3 separate regions of the Mus musculus genome follow, and regions 2 and 3 are each linked to region 1. The links are chromatin contacts, called in public HiChIP or PLAC-seq maps. All regions are on one chromosome and are shown on one strand. Each heading gives the region's core, a stretch centred on a gene start, on an enhancer-like site or on the middle of the called end of the contact. The rest is flanking DNA. Distances are from core to core; before and after follow the strand shown. Region 1 holds the start of AU040320 (expressed sequence AU040320). Region 2 holds the start of Yars (tyrosyl-tRNA synthetase). Region 3 holds the start of Bsdc1 (BSD domain containing 1).

Region 1 (2,755 bases), core at 229-2,728:
CACCTCCAGAAAAGTGGGATATGAGGACCATGCATGCCGCTGCTCAGCTGGACAGCTTTCCTCACCAGTCTAGAAGTGGGAAGGAGCTGGCCCAACTGCTCAGCAGCCCCTGGCACCAGACACCGGGTTTTATCTCTCTCCAGGAGGCACACGAGGAGTGAGCGGTGAGGACAGACAGGGAGGAATGCAGACAGACACGGGTCAAGTTCGATTATCCGGACTCACGCCGACAAGGAAGAAAAGGACATTCTAGGGTTCCTTTCCCCTCCCTTCTTCAGAGAAAGTAGACTGGCTTCAGCAGGAGTGAGAAGGCAAGCTCTCCAGAGAAGGCTTTGAAGACTCCCCTGTGGACCCACCCCTCCAGCCAGGGCTCTTAATCGCCCCCGCAGCCTCCTTGCCTTCTCTTCTTTCCCTCCCTCGGGCAGAGGCTGCAGAGGCTGCAGAGGCTGCAAGAGCAGGAGCTGCAGCTGCTGCTGCAGCAGCAGCAACATTAACCCCTTGTGCTCCCTGTACTCTCCCTGTCCGTCCCGCTAACAGCCTGTGGGTGCCGGCACTGGCTGGAGAAGGAAAGAGGGGTCGGGTGGCTCTCAGGATAACAGAATCCAAAAGCCGGATAATCGAAGCGGGGCTGCAGTGATGGAGAGATGAGAAGGGGAGAAGGGATCCTGGCGGTCACCACCTGTCCCGCCGCAGCCAGGTCACAACACGACATTGATGAAGTCGAACGACAGGGCAGCGATGAGATCACACTTCACGATGGCGCGGTGATGTCACGGAGAGATCACAGCGAAATCACGACATGAAGGGGACAGCCCCCAAATATGATAGGGCAAATTTAAAAAAATATATAGGTAGATAGATAAATACTGAAAGGGGTTGTGACAAAATGGAGTCTCGACAGGGTACGGTGATGTCGAGATATGGCACGATGGAGTCGCGATAGGGTCCCTGGGGAGTCTCGGCATCGATCAGCGCCGGTTCGGAGAGGCTCCGGCTGAGATGCAGGGGAGGGCTTGAAGGGGGCTGAGCTCACCAGGCTGCGGCCCCGAGCGGCGAAGTCTTTCTCCGGGCGCGATGCTCCGGGAGCCTGGGGCTGCTGCTCACGCCGCGTTGCCCACTCTTGGCTCCAGGCTGCTACAGCTCCACCCCCACCCCCGCATCGCTCTCGACCAATCGGCGCTGGGCTCACTCCGCACTCTGACCAATGGCACAGCAGGGCGCTAAGCAGTAGGGGGGCGCCTCCGGTGCGGCCATCTTGCTTGTGGGCAATTGCCCGAGTCTGGGGCCTGAGTGCTCGAGCTAAGGAGGAAAGGTGCGGGCCGCCCCGCAAGGGCTCGCGGCCAAAGGCTGAGGGCCCGGACGTCCTCGCTTGTGCGTAGCTCTCCCCTCAGCGCCGCCCCTCCTCCCACTTTTGGGCTCGCGGCTGGAATTGCGCTTCCGGAGGGTGGGGGCAGGAGGACTGGCTCAGCGTGAAGAGTATGTTTCCGGGTTGAGCCCCGGGAGGTGGGAAGGAGGCGGCGTTTCCGGCCGCGGTCGCTGTCCAGGGAGGCTGAGGCAAGAGGGAGCTGTCCGGGTGGGGAGCCAGCACTTCCTTCTTCCTCCTCTGCGTGAGGGGAGAGAAGGTTGGGGGTCCCCGAGCCCATGGATCGGGAGGAGGCGGAGGCCGCCGAGAGCCGGCACCCCTCTATGTGGCCCTGAGCCCCGGTAGGTGGCCGGGGCGGCTGACTGCCAGGCCGAGGACCAGGAGCTCAGGGGAGGGGCAGAGGCGGGACGGGCGATGCCTCGGGTACGCTGGTCCGGCGTTGGGACCCGGAGATGGCGCTCCTGGCTGGGACAGGACAAATCTGCTGCTTCTAGCCTTGCAGGTGCCAGAGTCCCAATCTGAACCCCTCCGCTTTGGGACTCAGGCCTGGTCAGGCAGCTCCCTCTATTCCCTGACATATGGGCAGACCAGGCTGAGGCACTGCGGTCCTTATGATACTCTCGACCTCTGCAGCCTCGTCCCGAGTTGCTGTCTCTGGTGTTTGATGATCTTCCCATCGAGATTAAAAGAAAAGAAAAGGGAAAAAAAAAAGTTGATACAGAATAAAGGGGGCGGGGCTGGGCTCGTTGGCGAAAACCTTCCTCCTTGAGAATTTTGACAATTATGCCCCTTAGAGGGTCCTGCGGTGGCTGCAGTGAGCACAAAAAGCGAACTGAAGGAAGTCAAAGTAGAAGACCTCAGGCGGGGTTCCAGGAATGCTTTGCCTGGTCTCATCTCACGGTGGTTGTGCCCAACTGACAATAGAAGCTGTTAAAGCTCCTTAGCTGACTCTCCTTGTGCTATCTTGTGATTAACAGACTGGAAACTAGGAACAAATTGGAAAGACGACCTCCTAGAACAATCTGTTCATTTTTCCAGCTATTTGGAAAACAGTGTTTGCAAATATAAGCAAAGCTATTCATGCAGTCTGTTCTGTAACTTTCTCAAACATCTAGGACTTTTTTCTTTCTTTCTTTCTTTCTTTCTTTCTTAAAGCTTTATTCTTGATTACTCACACCCGTTGAATAGACCGGCTCTGTCGTTATTCAAACATATCTTATCGCTGTGTATATAAATGGAGTTCCACGTATGTAGCTGACAGACTGAACTATGATACATTCCCCATCAACCTGAAGTATTAAGTAAACATTACCCCCTGCTGTATCTGAACAGCTGCTGCAACAGCGTGCTTTTATTTCGGGTGTACTTGTAACGCCCTAAATGCCAGAACTA
Region 2 (2,700 bases), core at 22-2,521, 2.4 Mb after region 1:
GCAGCAGATTTTTCTAAACTGAAGCAACAGGTTTCTTTTACAAGAATAGTCTATTAAAGCCTGGGGCTCTTAACAACCACGGGGGGGTGGGGGGGGGAGGACAAAAAACAAAAAATGAGGGCAGCCGGTGAACTCCGTCCTCATTTGGTGGCCCTCTGAAGAAGGGCTCACCTTAGGTGTCTGCAGCATTCCCTGCGGCCCTGGATGAAACCCAGCAACGGTGGCCCAGGGATACCTTGCGAGGATGCCCGCGGGCCTCCCCGTCGGGAACACTACCCGCCCGCCCGCCGCGCCCAGGGCCTCTGCACTTCCCTCCTCCTCCCACTCGGGAGAGCGAGTCCTCGCCTCCCCGCGGATAGCGGGAGGAGCGCGTGTTCCCTCCGCGCCCCTCCCCCCAGGGGCGACCCAGGTCCCCCCGCGGGCTCCGCCAGGGCACCCGACCTCAGGGGACAGACGCTGACTGCCACATCTCGGCAGGCTGCGGCCCGCGGTCGCCCGGAGTGGGTCGCCCTCTCCCGCCACGACGCCCCGCGGGAAGCCCGCCATCCCCGCTCTCCCTAGCAACAGCCTCCCGCGGGGAAGGCAGGCACCGGGAGAGGAAGACCCCCCCCCCCGCCCCCACTGGCAGGGCCGGCGGCCCGAGGACCTGACAGCTCCCTTTTCCTCAGCGGGATGAGGGGCGTCACTCGCCCACGGATGTGGAGGTGGGGGGCAGGGACAACCTCCCCGCCCGCCATCACCTCTGGCGCGAGAAGCAGCCCTTCCCTCAGCGAGACGAGCTTCCCTACTCCTCACGGGGGCAAGACGAAGAACGCGGCCCTGTGGAGAAGCAACAGGCGGCCCGCCCCCTCCCCCCCGACCCCTCGCCTAGACGACGGGCGCCGACCCTTACGTCCCGCCCGCTCTTCACCTCCGGAAGCCGGGCCAAAAGCCTGGGCGAGCGGCAGCACCTCACTCCGCCCCCTGCGCCATTTTATCGCCCCCTTCACGACCTCCCCCACCCCGAGGCAGCGGGGCCAACACCAGGGGGAGGGCAAGCAAGCAGTGATTGGCAGGAAACCGCCCCGCCCCTGAGAGGGTGCGTCATGGGCGGCCTTCCTAACCCCGCCCCCCAGCTCCACCTACACTGTTTTGGTTTTTTTTTTTTTGGATGGTTCCGCCCCTTCCTGTTTCATCGATTCTTTCGACTCTCTGCTGCTCCTGACTCGGGGATGCTCGGGGAGAGGAGGGGACAGACAGAATCTAGGCCTAGCAAGCGGAGCGACGAGCTCAGCTGATGCAACCCGACGGGACTAGCGTGACAGTTCCCGGCACGCGGAGACGACGGCGAACGAGGAAAGGGCGCGGGTGCCGGCTGAGCGCGGGAAACAGAGACAGCGGAGCCATGGGTGATGCTCCAAGCCCTGAGGAGAAGCTGCATCTTATCACCCGGAACCTGCAGGTCAGGCCTTGGTGGGGGGTTGGGATGCGCCGTTGGGTACCGAGAATTTGAAGTCCCATGATTCCCGATGCCAATCCCTAAACGAGTGGGGCCGCGGTCTCCGCGCCTGGGCGGCTCTACGGCCCTCTCTGCTAGTTGATCAGTCAAGCAGCCATTCTCAGGGTGCAAGAGAAACTCCAGTGGGCTCACCCTTTGTGTGCACGTAGCTTGTGCTCCAGCCATTCCTGGGGCTGGGAACCTCATTCCACCCATCCTATTCCATGCCGGGAGCACTGCTAGGCTCTAGGGAGTCAGGGCCATGTCTTTCCAGGACTCTGGCGGAGAGAACCGGAAATTTAAAAGGACCTATAACCCAAATAAAACACGTACTGAAAGTTCCTATGACTGAAGTTCTGAAAAGAAATAAGGGGCGAGCTGGCCGAAGAGATGGCTCTGAAATGGAAAGAAAGTACTGCTCTTACAGAAGACCCGTTTTCAGTTCCCAGCACCCATGTCAGGTTATTCGGTACGGCCTGTATCAGGGGATCTGACGTCCTCTTCTGGCGTGTGTGTGTGTGTGTGTGTGTGTGTGTGTGTTGTGTACACGCGGGCGCTGAGAACTGCATTTCAGACAGGGAAGACCCAAGGGGAAGCAAGAATATTGTAGAACAGGGAGAAGGCTAGGCTCAGCTCCGTGGTAAAGCATGAGTAAGGCCCTGGACTCAGCCTTCAGTGCCCTCACACACCCTTTGTCCAAGGACACTGATTTAAATGGAATAAAGCAAGCACAGTACTGCTCGGCCACCACAACTCCCTGCCAACAGAACCGTTTCCATCCCTGCCTGCCCGTGCCTCTGATGTTCCTCCACAGAACCTATTGCTGTCCTTTGACATGTTCTCTAAGGAGAGACAGGTAGGAGCCAAGTCATGAGGGGCTTGTAAACTTTGTTTTACAAGCCAGATAAAGACTGGACTAGAATTACGCTAAGGGCGGTTGCACCACCAAGCTATTTTTTTTTTTAAATTTACCTATCCTGGGTGTGGTGGTACATGCTACCTGTAATCTTAATACCTGAGAGTCAGAGACAGGGGGGTGGCTGCAATTTGGAGGCCAGCCTTGTTTACATAATGAGTTCCTGGCTAGGTAGAGCTCTATACAGAGACCCTGTCACTAAGAACATTCATTCACCTCTTCGAAGGGTACATTTTAGTCAGTTCTTGTATACCCACAAGGTTAAAGTTCTAGAATATTTTTATTCCCAACTCCCCCGACCCCTAGA
Region 3 (2,877 bases), core at 18-2,517, 2.7 Mb after region 1:
CTTTATTTTTTTATTTATTTATTTATTTATTTATTTATTTTTATTACATATTTTCCTCAATTACATTTCCAACGCTATCCCAAAAGTCCCCCATACCCTCCCCCCCACTTCCTTACCCACTCATTCCCATTTTTTTTTTGGCCCTGGCATTCCCCTGTACTGGGGCATATACAGTTTGCGTGTCCAATGGGCCTCTCTTTCCAGTGATGGCAGACTAGGCCATCTTTTGATACATATGCAGCTAGAGTCAAGAGCTCCGGGGTACTGGTTAGTTCATAATGTTGTTCCACCTATAGGGTTGCAGATCCCTTTAGCTCCTTGGGTACTTTCTCTAGCTCCTCCATTGGGAGCCCTGTGATCCATCCAATAGTTGTTAGTTTTTTAGACAGGAGAAATACCAGCAACAATCTTTTTGAAAGTTAGATGGGAGGCCTTGGGGAACACTGGGAGAATTAGTATATAGCTTGTTCCTCAGGCAGGTAAGAGGCTATGGGATCAGGTAGCAGTGATGACCTTGATTACAGTGTAGCCTTCGAGGAGGGGAGTCAACCTCCTGCTGGAGGTGAAGGAGGGGTTTGTGTAGATTGAGGAAGTAGTAGGTAGGGCCACAGGATCTATGTAAATCCCCCTTCCACCACACAATAGACCTCAATTCCCCCCTATCAGTGGGATTTTTCCAGAACACTTTCAGCTAGCGTTTTCTTAAATCGGGCTTAAGAAATAATGTGAATATGTATCTGCCTCTCCAAATGATCCTGGGTGTCATCCCGAGGAGAGCTCTGGATTCTCCCCATAGCCTTACTCTGGCTCTGAGGTCCGCAATCGGAGCTTGCTGAATTAGCCTGCAGCAGAACACCAAGGAGCTGCTACGCGGCTGGCTTCACAAAGGGGGGCGGAACTTAACTCCAGGTTCTAAGAACACAACGTCCCAACCCGGCCTCTCCTTTCCTCGCCTCGCCTTCTAATTGGCGGTCTAACGAGCCTGCCGAAATTGGCCCGGAGAGGCCACTGTAGTCAGGGACTACCGGGAAAGCTAGCGGCTGGTTGGTGGGACCCGAGGACAATCTTACACACCATTGGATCGAGAGTTCAGAGGCGGGACAAATCGCATTTGGGACATGGATTGGACAAAGGCCAGACACATTGATGTAGGGGGGCGGGGACTGGGCGGAGAGTTGTCCTTGTGTTAAGATTGGGGCACGCTCATGGGGGCGGAGCCTGAGGGGGCGGTGCCGTGTCGGAAGTCAAAGGTCGGTAAATAGTGGTGATGTCATGCTGGCAAGATGGCGGAAGGGTGAGCTTGGCGTTCCGCTTTCTGGCGTTGGGGGCTTGGGCTTTTCGAGGGATGGGGTACTGGGCCAGGGGTCCCTGTTGGGGACAGGCTGCCGGTGCGGGTGCGGACTGAGCTGGAAGGGCAGAGCGGAGGCGTGGTGCGAGGGCATGGGGAAGCGGCCGGAAAAGCCTCATCTCCGGCCGGAGGCTGGGCTGGAGTCGCCCGGCAGGGCCGTCAGATGTGTCTGTCTTCCACAGGGAGGACGTGGGGTGGTGGCGGAGCTGGCTGCAGCAGAGCTACCAGGCAGTCAAAGAGAAGGTAAGCCGGGCCAGCACCCTTCCCTCGGCAGGGCACCGCGGCCGTCTCCTTGCAACCAACCCCAGCTAGCCCCTGCTTGGGTTTTTTTGAGCTTCTGTGAGGCCATTTACGAGAAAAGGGTAGAACACCACCACTAACAACATCTTACTCTTAAACAGCAATATTTATTAGAATATGTGACAGTCACTACTCACAGACAGGTTGGGAGGATATAGACCTTAGCCAGACAGATAGTCTTGGGCCTCACAAAGCTCAGTCTGGTGTGGAGGCAGTCAAGCAAAATAGTTGCTTAGTTACTGTTGTGAATACCGGGAAAGGGCAGTCCCTAATTGTCCAGACTAGGGAGTCATGAGCATGCCAAGGAAGGTGTAGCCAAGAATCCGGGTAGAGATGAGGATTGCCATATGCGCTGGTACCTGATGGTGCCTATGTGACTGGTTTACAAAGGGATGAGGGGGGGCCAGAGAGTGGAGACCTGGGGAAGTGGCTGTGATTGTGACTAATGCTTGTCCTTGTCCTAGGCAATGCCAGTTGGTGTTCCTGTTTTATCCCACATTCCTTTATTTACAGGCAGCCCAACTAAGTCGTGGGGTAACTAATTACTGTTTACCTCAAGCAAGTGAAGGGAGTCGTGCTTCAGGGCAGACTCCGAGAGGCTTCTGATCTCAAGTCAGCCCAGTACTTTAGGAACGGTTTTTGTTTGTTTGGTTTTTGGTTTTTTGGTTTTTGTTTTTATTTTCTCCTTGCTCCGGGTTCTCCTGGGAAGCCTCCGCTCAAGCTACAGCTCAGCACATCTGAGAATTCCCTGTGCTGGAAGTTTTATTGATGATGGAGAGGCAGGACTTTACGCTAAGGATTAATATGAGACCTCAAGCATGCAAAGAAAGTGTGCTATCCGGCAGGTGTCCTGTCCTGTGAGGACTCCCCGTGTGTTTCGAGGCTTTCAGGAAGAGACTTAATCTCTCCCTTTAGTTCCTTACATTTCTGGGAACTTGGACAAGTTATTTTGTTGTTATTGGTGGTGGTCGTGGTTTGTTTTATTTTGAGACAGGGTCTCATGGTGTATGTCGCCCTTGGCTGCCCTGGGACCATTATGTAGACCAGGCTGGCCTCAGCCTCACAGAGATCCGCCTCCTTCTGCTTCCTGAGTGTTGAGATTAAAGGCGTGTAGCTTATGACTTGGGCAAGTTTGTTTATCTGGTTTCTTCTTCTTCTTCTTCTTCTTCTTCTTCTTACCTTCCTCACTGTGAAATGGCAGTACCTCTCTAATGCGATGTCACGAGGAT

Evidence for each region. HiChIP or PLAC-seq counts read pairs in DNA pulled down with a chosen protein or histone mark.
Region 2: a contact with region 1 is called in an H3K27ac HiChIP or PLAC-seq map of large pre-B cells, with 4 times the contacts expected there. The contact joins the promoter of Yars here to the promoter of AU040320 in region 1.
Region 3: a contact with region 1 is called in an H3K4me3 HiChIP or PLAC-seq map of pro-B cells, with 10 times the contacts expected there. The contact joins the promoter of Bsdc1 here to the promoter of AU040320 in region 1. A contact is called at or near these places in 2 of 115 datasets of contacts at active chromatin or transcription factors (astrocytes and pro-B cells).

The regions. Positions count from the first base shown.
Region 1 is chr4:126,752,292-126,755,046 of GRCm38.p6, forward strand. It overlaps AU040320 (expressed sequence AU040320), which reads left to right and starts at 1,479. Exons shown (of 21, transcript NM_133886.2): 1 at 1,479-1,704. Ncdn (neurochondrin) reads right to left here and starts at 1,138. Exons shown (of 7, transcript NM_011986.4): 1 at 680-1,138. The coding sequence starts at 712.
Region 2 is chr4:129,188,632-129,191,331 of GRCm38.p6, forward strand. Yars (tyrosyl-tRNA synthetase) reads left to right here and starts at 1,272. Exons shown (of 13, transcript NM_134151.5): 1 at 1,272-1,441. The coding sequence starts at 1,385. It overlaps S100pbp (S100P binding protein), which reads right to left and starts at 948. Exons shown (of 7, transcript NM_001379590.1): 1 at 911-948.
Region 3 is chr4:129,460,412-129,463,288 of GRCm38.p6, forward strand. It overlaps Bsdc1 (BSD domain containing 1), which reads left to right and starts at 1,268. Exons shown (of 11, transcript NM_133889.2): 1 at 1,268-1,294; 2 at 1,531-1,591. The coding sequence starts at 1,284.